Linked DNA regions of Ovis aries: region 2 is linked to region 1. A link is a contact called in public Hi-C data. All regions are on one chromosome and are shown on one strand. The core of a region is the stretch at or near the end of the contact, and the rest is flanking DNA. Distances in the headings are between cores, read along the strand shown.

Region 1 (5,433 bases), core at 1,442-3,941:
TTTCTTGCTTTTCTGCCTGCTGGGCTATGCATTGCAGGGTCCCCCCTCTTTGCGATTCTTCCTATATTCCTGGTGGTGAACAGCGCTGTCGCCAGCCGTGAGTTCTGCACCATCACCCATCAACCTCCTCACCTCTGACTGTTCTTTTTAGAAAATTCCTTTCTTTAAACTCTCCTCAGCGACTCCCTTGTGTGCACCACCCTGCCTACAGCCAGACCATGATGGACATGATGGCATACTTCTGCACCCATTTAATAAATCCTCTCTTTCAATTGGCTAACCAGAGTAAGTGTTTGTGCTTGCAACAGAAAGATCTTAACTGATGCACATCTAATATGCAAGAGACAGAGGAAATAATAGTTAATTCTTCATGTGGAATTGGCATTTAAACTGAAAGAAGTGGAACACTGGCAGAAAAGAGCCTGCAGGGATCTAGGTTCAGAAGGGGTGATGCTGCAGTGGGGGCAGCTCCCTGGTAGTCCAGTGGTTAAGACTCTGCCTTCAGTACAGGGTGCGAGGGTTCGATCCCTGGTCTGGGAAATAAGATCCCACACGCCGTGAAGTGCAGCCAGCAAAACAAAATGGGATGCTGCAGCTGGGATTGGAGATGAGCGTAGGGGTTGGTTGGGGTGGAGGGTGTGCATCTATGCTACTTGATGTTAACTTTGTCCTGTACGAACAACAGTGTGGAAGTGGGTGAGTCTGCCCCAGGGGAGGAAATATCACACTGATGGAAAGGAGGTCAGAGAATGGAACACCAGAACCTAGGGAGCAACTTAGGCAGGGTGGCCAAGGAAACTTAGACCTTGGCAGAGGAAGGGAGGGAATGCCAGCAGAGGAGGTCATGGAAGCCAAAGCTTTCCAACAAAGAAGGTGTGTTCAGCAGTGTCCTGAAAGCCCAGATTCGGATTCTGCACACCCACTGCAGAGGGTACGGGTTGGAGCCCTGGTCAGGGAACTCCAATCCCACACGCAGTGCAGCAGTCAGTGGATTTAAGTGTGAAATGATGAAGCATAGATGATTTCTGTACTGTACAGATGTGAAGTGGGTTTCAAGTGTGACGTCAAGGGCAGAAACCATAAAGGTAAATACTTTTAAAATGAGAACTTCATGGTGTCCAAAACAATTATAAACCACAGTAAAAAAAAAAAAAAAAAACTGGAAAAATGGCAAAACCTAAGATAAGAGGTATATATTGCTAATATATAAAGGCCATAGAAAAAGCAAGAGAGTTCCAGAAAAAACATCTATTTCTGCTTTATTGACTATGCCAAAGCCTTTGACTGTGTGGATCACAATAAAGTGTGGAAAATTCTGGAAGAGATTGGAATACCAGACCACATGACCTGCCTCTTGAGAAACCTATATGTAGGTCAGGAAGCAACAGTTAGAACTGGACATGGAAGAACAGACTGGTTCCAAATAGGAAAAGGAGTACATCAAGGCTGTATATTGTCACCCTGCTTATTTAACTTCTATGCAGAGTACATCATGAAAAACGCTGGACTGGAAGAAGCACAAGCTGGAATCAAGATTGCCGGGAGAAATATCAATAATGTCAGATATGCAGATAACACCACCCTTATGGCAGAATGTGAAGAGGAACTAAAAGCCTCTTGATGAACGTGAAAGAGGAGAGTTAAAAAGTTGGCTTAAAGCTCTACATTCAGAAAACGAAGATCATGGCATCGGGTCCCATCACTCCATGGCAAATAGATGGGGAAACAGTGGAAACTCTCAGACTTTATTTTGGGGGGCTCCCCAAATCACTGCAGATGGTGACTGCAGCCATGAAATTAAAAGACACTTACTCCTTGGAAGGAAAGTTATGACCAACCTAGACAGAATATTCAAAAGCAGAGACATTACTTTGCCAACAAAGGTCTGTCTAGTCAAGGCTATGGTTTTTCCAGTGGTCATGTATGGATGTGAGAGTTAGACTGTGAAGAAAGCTGATTGCTGAAGAATTGATGCTTTTGAACTGTGGTGTTGGAGAAGACTCTTGGGAGTCCCTTGGACTGCAAGGAGATCCAACCAGTCCATTCTAAAGGAGATCAGTCCTGGGTGTTCTTTGGAAGGACTGATGCTAAAGCTGAAACTCCAGTACTTTGGCCACCTCATGCAAAGAGTTGACTCATTGGAAAAGACTCTGATGCTGGGAGGGATTGGGGGCAGGAGGAGAAGGGGACGACAGAGGATGAGATGGCTGGATGGCATCACTGACTCCATGGGCATGAGTCTGAGTGAACTCCAGGAGTTGGTGATGGACAGGGAGGCCTGGCGTGCTGCGATTCATGGGGTCACAAAGAGTCGGACACGACTGAGCAACTGAACTGAACAGACAGTAGAGCGGTAAGCCAAAGACATCTACATGTCATAATAGAAGAAATACAAACGACCAATAACGGGAAAATGTTTAACCTCAATCACAGAAATTAAAACATCAATAAAATCTCATTGTTTGCCTGTGATATCGGCAAGGATTGAAAGAAAAACGCAAAGAGCTGCGAAGAAGTGGTCAGCCGGGTTCTCTGCGTCGGCCTCCAGACCCTTACAGGAGTGTGAACTGTCACACGCCCTGGGACCACCTGAATGGGTACGGGGACTTCCGGGTCCGGAACACCCGTGCCCTTTGACCCCGGAAGTCAGGTGGGGGCGGTGCGGACGCGCGCGCGCGTCGCGACAGAGCCGTAAAGGCGCTCGCGCGGGCACGGAGCATGGCGGTGTACTCGGCAGCGGCGGCCGTGCTGGCCGGCGTGGAGAGCCGCCAGGGTTCGCTCAAGGGGCTGGTGTACGCCAGCAACTTCCAGGTAGCAGGGTTCGGGGTTCGTGCCCGGGAGGGGGTCCCCGGCGGGGCGCTAGCTCCGCCCGGCCCGCGTCTCACCTGGGTCTTCTCGGCCGAGCGCAGAACGTGAAGCAGCTGTACGCGCTGGTGTGCGAAACGCAGCGTTACTCCGCCGTGCTGGACGCCGTGATCGCCAACGCCGGCCTCCTGCGAGCCGAGAAGAAGCTGCGGCCGCACCTAGCCAAGGTAACAGAAGGGTGCATGCTAAATCGCTTCAGTCGTGTCCGACTCTCTGCGACCCCATGGACAGCAGCCCACCAGGCTCCTCTGTCCACAGGATTCTCCAGGTAAGAATACTGGAGTGGGTTGCCATTTCTGTCTCCAACAGGAGGGTGAGCCCCTCCTAACCTTAGGGTGTCTGCTCCGTCGCCGTCCGCTGTGTGATGCTAGCAAGTCGCTCCTCCGAAATGAGGAGGCGCAGCCCCTCACTGGTTTATGAATTGAGAGGAGGTGCACATACTTTAGGCGAAGGCAATGGCACCCCACTCCAGTACTTTCGCCTGGAAAATCCCATGGACGGAGGAGCCTGGTAGACTGCAGTCCATGGGGTTGCAGAGTCGGACACGACTGAGCGACTTCACTTTCACTTTTCTCTTTCATGCATTGGAGAAGGAAATGGCAACCCACTCCAGTGTTCTTGCCTGGAGAATCTTAGGGACGGGGTAGCCTGGTGGGCTGCCGTCTGTGGGGTCGCACAGAGTCGGACACGACTGAAGCGACTTAGCAGCAGAGCACATGCTTTAACTTTGAGCCTTGTGTGAAAGAAACAGAAGACCAAAGTGTTGATAGTGCAGCAGGCTCTGTTTAGGTAAAACGAAAAGGTGATGTTGACGAGGAGGGTTCAGATCCAGAGCTTTTCCTGGTGAGAAGCATGGGGAAGGGGTTCGGGACTGGGAAGCCAGGTACCAGGTTCAGATCGTGTACCTGTCTGTCAATTTCTTGTGTGACCTTGAACAGGGAAGCTCACTTTTACCCATTACTATCTTGATAAGTGGTCTGTTTAACTTTTCCAGTTCCAGCCCTGTGGAGTTCCAGGATCTTCATACTCAAGGTTTTCTTGCCTCCTTTCTCCATCCCAGGTGCTAGTATATGACTTACTGCTGGGAAGAGGCTTTAGAGGGCGTGGGGGACGATGGAAACCTCTGCTGGAGCGGCACCAGGCCAGGCTGAAGGCTGAGTTGGCGCGGCTCAAGGTTCGTCAAGGTGTGAGCCGGAATGAGGACCTGTTGGAAGTGGGATCCAAGCCTGGCTCAGGTGAGCTGGGAGGTGTTGTGGAGATGGGGGATAGCCATCAGGCCCTCAGGAGAGGGCCCGGTTCCTGCTCACTCACTGCTGATTGCTTCCTAGCCTCCCAGGTGCCTCGATTTGTGCGAGTGAACACTTTGAAGACCTGCGCTGAAGATGCCATTGATTATTTTAAGAGACAAGGTTTCTCCTACCAGGGTCGGGCTTCTGGGTGAGTTTAGAACCCTACCTGAGCATGGAATGGGCTTTCCAGGTGGCTCAGTGGTTAAGAATCAGCCTACCAGTGCAGGGGATGCAGGTTCAAACCTTAAATCAGGAAGAACCCCTGGAGGAGGAAATGGCAAACTACTCCAGTATTCTTGCCTGGAAAATCCCTTGGACAGAGCAGTTTGGCGGGCTGCAGTCAATGGGGGTCGCAGAGAGTCAGACGCGACTGAGCGTGGAATGCTGTATTAAATAGAAGTGACTGGCTGTTTATAATAGCCAGGACATGGAAACAACCTAGATGTCCATCAGCAGATGAATGGATAAGAAAGCTGTGGTACATATACACAATGGAGTATTACTCAGCCGTTAAAAAGAATTCATTTGAATCAGTTCTGATGAGATGGATGAAACTGGAGCCGATTATACAGAGTGAAGTAAGCCAGAAAGAAAAACACCAATACAGTATACTAACACATATATGGAATTTAGAAGATGGCAATGACGACCCTGTATGCAAGACAGGGAAAGAGACACAGATGTGTATAACGGACTTTTGGACACAGAGGAGAGGAGAGGGTGGGATGATTTGGGAGAATGACATTCTAACATGTATACTATCATGTGAATTGAATCGCCAGTCTATGTCTGACGCAGGATGCAGCATGCTTGGGGCTGGTGCATGGGGATGACCCAGAAAGATGTTATGGGGAGGGAGGTGGGAGGGGGTTCATGTTTGGGAATGCATGTAAGAATTAAAGATTTTAAAATTTAAAAAAAAAAAAAAAAGAATTATATAAGAAGCATTGTATGTTTTTTATAAAAGGATAGACTTGATAGCATCCTCCAGTTGAAAATAAAAATATTATTACCTGAAAAAAAAAAAATAAATAAATAAATAGAAGTGACTGGAGTAGCCGTCCTTGTCTTGTGCTTGATTTTAGAGGAAGAACTTTCAGCCTTTCCCCATTGAGTGTGATGTGAGCTGTGGGTTTGTCATATACAGACTTTATTACGTTGCTATATGTTCCTTCAGTACCAAGTTTGATGAGAATTTTTATCATGAGTGGATGCTGAATTTTTTCAAATGCCTTTGCTGCATCTGTTGAGATGGCCATGTGATTTTTGTCCTGTTTGC
Region 2 (5,471 bases), core at 73-2,572, 140 kb after region 1:
CTCATTTCTAATGCTTCTTATTCCTTGGAGTGTGGCCAGAATCACTATCATCTCCATCATCACCAGGGACACAGCGGCCCTCAGCATGATCTACCAAGCCCCTCTTACGTGGGACACGATGCCTGACATGGCAATGCCCACTTCTGAATCTGAGAAATCAGAAGCTGAGAAGCAAGACAGTGGCAGAGAGGGAAACAGAGGTTGTTATTGCTGGAAGTGGCTCTCCAACCTCATGCATGCTGCAGTCACCTGGCAAGCCTGGGCCCCACCTCAGGGATGCTGATATAAATGGCCTGGGGACAGAGCCTGGGCATCTGCATTTTAAAGCTCCTCTTGGGAATGTGCTGATGTGCACCCAAGACTGGGGACAACTCAACCCCTGACCACACAGCTCTGGCTCAGGAAGCCCCACCCCAGTCCTGGCTGAAATGAGGGGTACAGAGGACTAGGAGGTGCGGCACTTCCCTTCGCACTTCTCCTACACTGGGAATTCTGGAACTTTCCATCCCTTGGCCAAAGGTTCAACCTAAGTGGGGACCTCTGAACCCATGACTCTGATAGATTTTTTTTTTTGGCGGGGTCTTTGTGGCATGCAGAATCTAGTTCCCCGATCAGGGATCGTACCCAGGCCCCCTGCATTGGGAGCATGGAGTCTTAACCACTGGAACACCAGGAAGTCCCGCCCCTGGTAGATTTCTTTTGCTTCTTTACATTGCCATTCCATCCCCCAACCCTTACCATCATTAAACACTGATCTCCCTCTCTATGTATTTGATATCACAGGGAAAGAGACCCCCAAGCATGGCTGAGCTATATGAGAATGTGTAGCACATCCCCAGAACCAATCCATTTTCCAAGAGAGACCCTATGAAGAAGAAACGTGTCCACTCTCAGGATGCTGCTTTTAGCTGGTAGGTTCTGGGCAGCAAAGATGTGCTGGATTTCTAAAGCCTCTCCCGTCAGCCCGTGGGTGACCGGCGGGAGTCAGGGGTCTGTTAGAAGCACAGAGACAGATAGGAGCCACTCGGCCAAGTCCCTGAGTCAGCAGACGGCCTGGAAACCTCAACATGGGGGCCCAGGCTGCTCTGCTCCTGCCTGCCTGGCCCCTCCCGGGAGGCAGGAATTTGGGGCTCCCTCAGATGGCCCAGTCAAGAAGCTGCCAGCCTCTCATTTGGAGGGGTTTTTCCACTGCTCCTTCCCCAAGGAGGACAAGTTCAGGAATCTCTAAGCTGATGAGCAAAAAGACTTGTTCCGGGAGCGTGGACTGAGGCAGGAAGGTATCGACTCAGAGACGTCTGTAGTGACCAAGCACTGGCATTTCCGTCCTGGAGAGGGCGGCTGCTGGGTTAATTCCATGTTATTACAGCCTTACAGGAAGCCAGCCTGGCCCAGCTGTCAGCCAAGAGCGGTTTGTGGGCCTTGGGGGCAGAGGGAGGGAGGAGGAGAAGAGAAAGGAAAACAGTCCTCTCCCCCCACCCAAAATTGATCCAGAGTTATTTTTAGGTGCTTATTCATCCCACGCATTCCTTTTTAAGAGCCAGGACACGGGCTCTGTACAAAAGCAGAAGGTAGCTGCTCAGGCAGGAAGATGGGCTGTGAGCACAGGGCCCTCGCGAGAAGGAAGGACAGTGAGAGGGCCTTCAAGCACTGCTCCCCCCCAGTAAAAACATCCCAGGATTCTGAAGGCAGAGTCTGGATGAATAGAAGCTTTCAAAATCTGAATTCCCAAGTTCAAGTCCAGCTTCCAGCTTTCACTGCCACATGGCCTTGGGCAGGTTACCTGGAAAATCACAGGAGACCCTGGGCTGCAACCCTGGTGCTGTGTGGCCTTGGGCAAGTCCCTCAACCTCTCTGTGCCTCAAGTTCCCCATGGATGAAAGGAAGCTAGTTAACGTAGGTTAAAAGGAGAATTGCCTAGAACGTCCCCCGTGGTCCAGTGTTTAATATTATACATACATACACTATTATAATGTAGTGTGTATACAGTATATATATTGACATATCTAGTGTGTATATTATATGTTATTTATATTTATTTCCAACAACTTGGTAATCTGGAAATAGGTGGAAATAGAATCTACCTGCCAATGGAGGAGACACACGTTCAATCCCTGGTCTGGGAAGATTCCACAGCTAAGCCCATGTGCCACAACTGCTGAATAAATAAATAAATGCATTTTTAAAAATCGCTCTTAAAAGAGGTTGTTATAATCAAGTGAAAAAGAACATATGGGAAGGGACTTGGGAAACTATTAGTGCCTATAAAATTTTCCAAGTTCCAGAAAAGTCCCTTTATTGCTGAGTTTATTAATAAATCATAAAACCTGTCCTCATGAGTCTAACAGGTTTTATTACCTAGAATCTCTTGCCAATTCTTACCCCATCAACCTTCCTGCTCCTCGCTTTGCCCAGCTCCTGGAATCTGACTCAATAAGTATCCCCAAAAGAGGCTCTGTTATGCATAGCTGTGTGACCTGGACCGAGGCCCTTAACTTTATTTTGTTTAAAATATACATATTTATATATTTAGGCTGCATTGGGTCTTAGTTGCAGCCTGCGGGACCTAGTTCCCTGACCAGGGATCAAACTCAGGCCTCGTGCATTGGGAGCTTGGAGTCTTAGCCACTGGACCACCAGGGAAGCCCCTCCTTAACTTTGCCTGAATCTGTTTTTCAGAGACGGTGGAGGGTTATGGAGAGGTTTCAAGAAGCTGACGGACAGCCAGGGCGTGGCATGTGTGCTCAGAGGCCATGGACTCTTAGGGTCACCTCCAAGGGTTCCCGAGGGGCAGGGCTCAGTGACCAAACTGGATAAGTAATCCCTGTCTCCAGTGGGACCAAACAGGGCCAAAGTGTCACCACCACCATTCCTAGTTAGACCTAGTGTTGCAGAGATCCTGGTGACACTCACCCTGATTCCCATCTCTAAACTCCTTTGAGAAGAGACCTGGAGGCCACAGCTCTGAAATTTTCCCAGGGCGTGGCGGTGGGGGGAGCAGCTGAAATCATTTCTCTTTGTTTGGTTCACGCAGAAACCCCCAAAGGCTCTCGTGGCGTCTCAAACAGATGGGACTTGCCAGTAGGTGGCCTATTCATTTTTTTTCTTTTTTTTGGCCATGCCGCATGGCATGCGGGATCTTTGCACGACCTTAGTTCCCTGGTGTATTCTCTGTTCTACATCTTCAAACCCATTTTTCTCCTTAAAGCTAGAGACGTCTCTTCAAAATAAAGCTCTTCACCACGTCATGTCGTGCTGTGTTTTTAAAAAGTCTTGAGTTGGTACCAAAAGCACTGGCAACGGAGGTAGGGCTCTTGGGGTTTGTTCCTGGATCACTGAGCAGATTGATGAGGCTAGGGCCTCTTTCTGTCTCTTGGCTCATGGCTGAATCCCAGCCTCTGGAACATCGCCTGTTACAGAGCAGTCAGTCAGTAGAGAGTGGTTGGAGGCAGGAATGAATGCCTGCAAGAAATCAGTTCACCAGCGTGCCAGGCTCCACTCTGACTGGCACATACTCTGGACTCTTCTCTCCCTCCTACTGGTGAGTGCCTTTGACTTTAGCAAAGGGCTTTCACACCCAGATCTTATGTCTCAACGTCCTGCGCATCCGGGTGCTGTTGCCTTTGACAGATGAGTTAAACAAGACACACAGAAAGTAAGGGCTCACGTAAGACAGAATTCAGGTCTCCTGTTGGATTCACACACCAGTATTAAGACTGACAACCCTAGACAGCATATTAAAAAGCAGAGACATCACTTTGCTGACAAAGGTCCACACAGTCAAAGCTATGGTTTTTCCATTAGTCATGTACGGATGTGAGAGTAAGACCATAAAGAAGGCTGAGTGCTGAAGAATTGATGCTTTTGAATCGTGGTGCTGGAGAAGACTCTTGAGAGTAACTTGGACAGCAAGGGGATCAAACCAGTCCATCCTAAAGGAAGTCAACCCTGAATATTCACTGAAAGGACTGAAGCTGAAGCTTCAATACTTTGGCCACCTGATGTGAAGAGTCAACTCATTTGAAAAGATCCTGATGCTGGGAAAGACTGAAGGCAAGAGGAGAAGGGGGCGACAGAGGCTGAGATGGTTGGATGGCATCACTGACTCAATGGATGTGAATTTGAGCAAACTCCAGGAAATGGTGGAGGACAGAGGAGCCTGGCATGCTGCAGTCAATGGGGTTGCAAACAGTTGGATATGACTTAGCGACTGAACCACGTTAAGACCGCAGGCTCTTTCCATGGCTTCTTGCTGTCTTGTGACAGAATCAGGGGGAACCTTGCCCTTCCCATGGTCTAGAGTTCACGTGTCTACCCAGGCCGACCTGCACTTGGCACCACCCTGTGCTGATATCAGTGCTTGGCTTTGGCGGGTGGGGGGAAATGGGGACAGGTGAATGCAAAAAAAAATGGAGTTAGAACAAGGCTCAGGGACTGAGTGACTACTAAAATGAAGGAAATGATCTCTCCTCTGTGACCACCAAGGAAAAGTGTTGAACAGAATGACCAAAGCACCCAGCAGTTCCCCTCCTGGGTATGTACCCAAGAACATTAAAAACAGGAACTCAAACAGACAGGTGTATGCCAGTGTTCAGAGCAGCACTATTCAGAACAGCCAAAAGGAAGTCGCTGGTCAACAGATGAACGGATATATAAACCGGAGTATATCCATACGATGGAATATTCTTCGGCTATAAAAAGAAATGAAGTTCTGATTTATGATATGACGTGGACGACTCCTGTAAACTAATTCTAAGTGAAATAAGCCGGACCCAAAGGACAACTGCTGTATGATTTCGCTTATGTGAAATTTAGAATACGGAAATTCGCAGACACGGAAAGTCGAGTAGACATCACAGGGCACAAGGTTAAAGCGGAAAAGGGAACTACTGTGTCGCAGGTACAGAGTTTCTATTTGGAATGATGAAAAATTGTGGTAACAGTGACGACTGTTGGACAACTCAGGGAACGTCATTAATGCCACTGAGCTGTATAATTAAAAAAAAATTTTTTTTTAATGCGGACCATTTAAGTCTTCATTGAATTTGTTACAGTATTGCTTCTACGTTTTGGCTTTTTAGTTTCCAGGCATGTAGCATCCTAGTTCCCAGACTAGGGACTGAACACGCGCCCCTGCACTAGAAGGTGAAGTCTTAACCACTAGACCACCAGGGCAGTCCCTAAACTGTATACTTAAAGCTGGTTAAGATGGAAAATTTATGTTTTATAAATTTATATCCATATATAAATTTACATTTATATAAAATTTATTTGAGGACTTCCCTGGTGGCTCAGACGGTTAAGCGTCTGTCTACAATGCGGGAGACCCGGGTTCAATCCCTGGGTCAGGAATATGTTTTATATATATTACATGATCAAAAAACTTTTTATCAGGATAAACACTTAAAACATGACTGTAGTAGTACAGCAGTAAGCATATGGGTCAGTGAAATGGAACAGCAAGTCTAAAAACA

Evidence for each region. Hi-C and Micro-C count contacts between places; a contact is called where the count stands out from the background.
Region 2: a contact with region 1 is called in a Hi-C map of liver, with 2.6 times the contacts expected there. The contact joins the enhancer-like site here to the promoter of NSUN5 in region 1. A contact is called at or near these places in 3 of 16 Hi-C or Micro-C datasets (blood and liver).

The regions. Positions count from the first base shown.
Region 1 is chr24:34,276,798-34,282,230 of ARS-UI_Ramb_v3.0, forward strand. It overlaps NSUN5 (NOP2/Sun RNA methyltransferase 5), which reads left to right and starts at 2,692. Exons shown (of 10, transcript XM_027961938.2): 1 at 2,692-2,811; 2 at 2,910-3,032; 3 at 3,926-4,100; 4 at 4,194-4,302. The coding sequence starts at 2,719. It overlaps LOC101116793 (E3 ubiquitin-protein ligase TRIM50), which reads left to right. Exons shown (of 7, transcript XM_027961437.3): 7 at 1-280.
Region 2 is chr24:34,418,654-34,424,124 of ARS-UI_Ramb_v3.0, forward strand. The region is part of intron 1 of HIP1 (huntingtin interacting protein 1); the gene reads right to left. Among named protein-coding and RNA genes, the nearest start is that of HIP1, 42 kb to the right of the region's middle. Within about 2 kb of position 1,323, at least 9 of the 54 cell types and tissues checked have an H3K27ac peak or open chromatin away from gene starts, as enhancers often do. A contact at or near this core is called in liver, where this site is marked.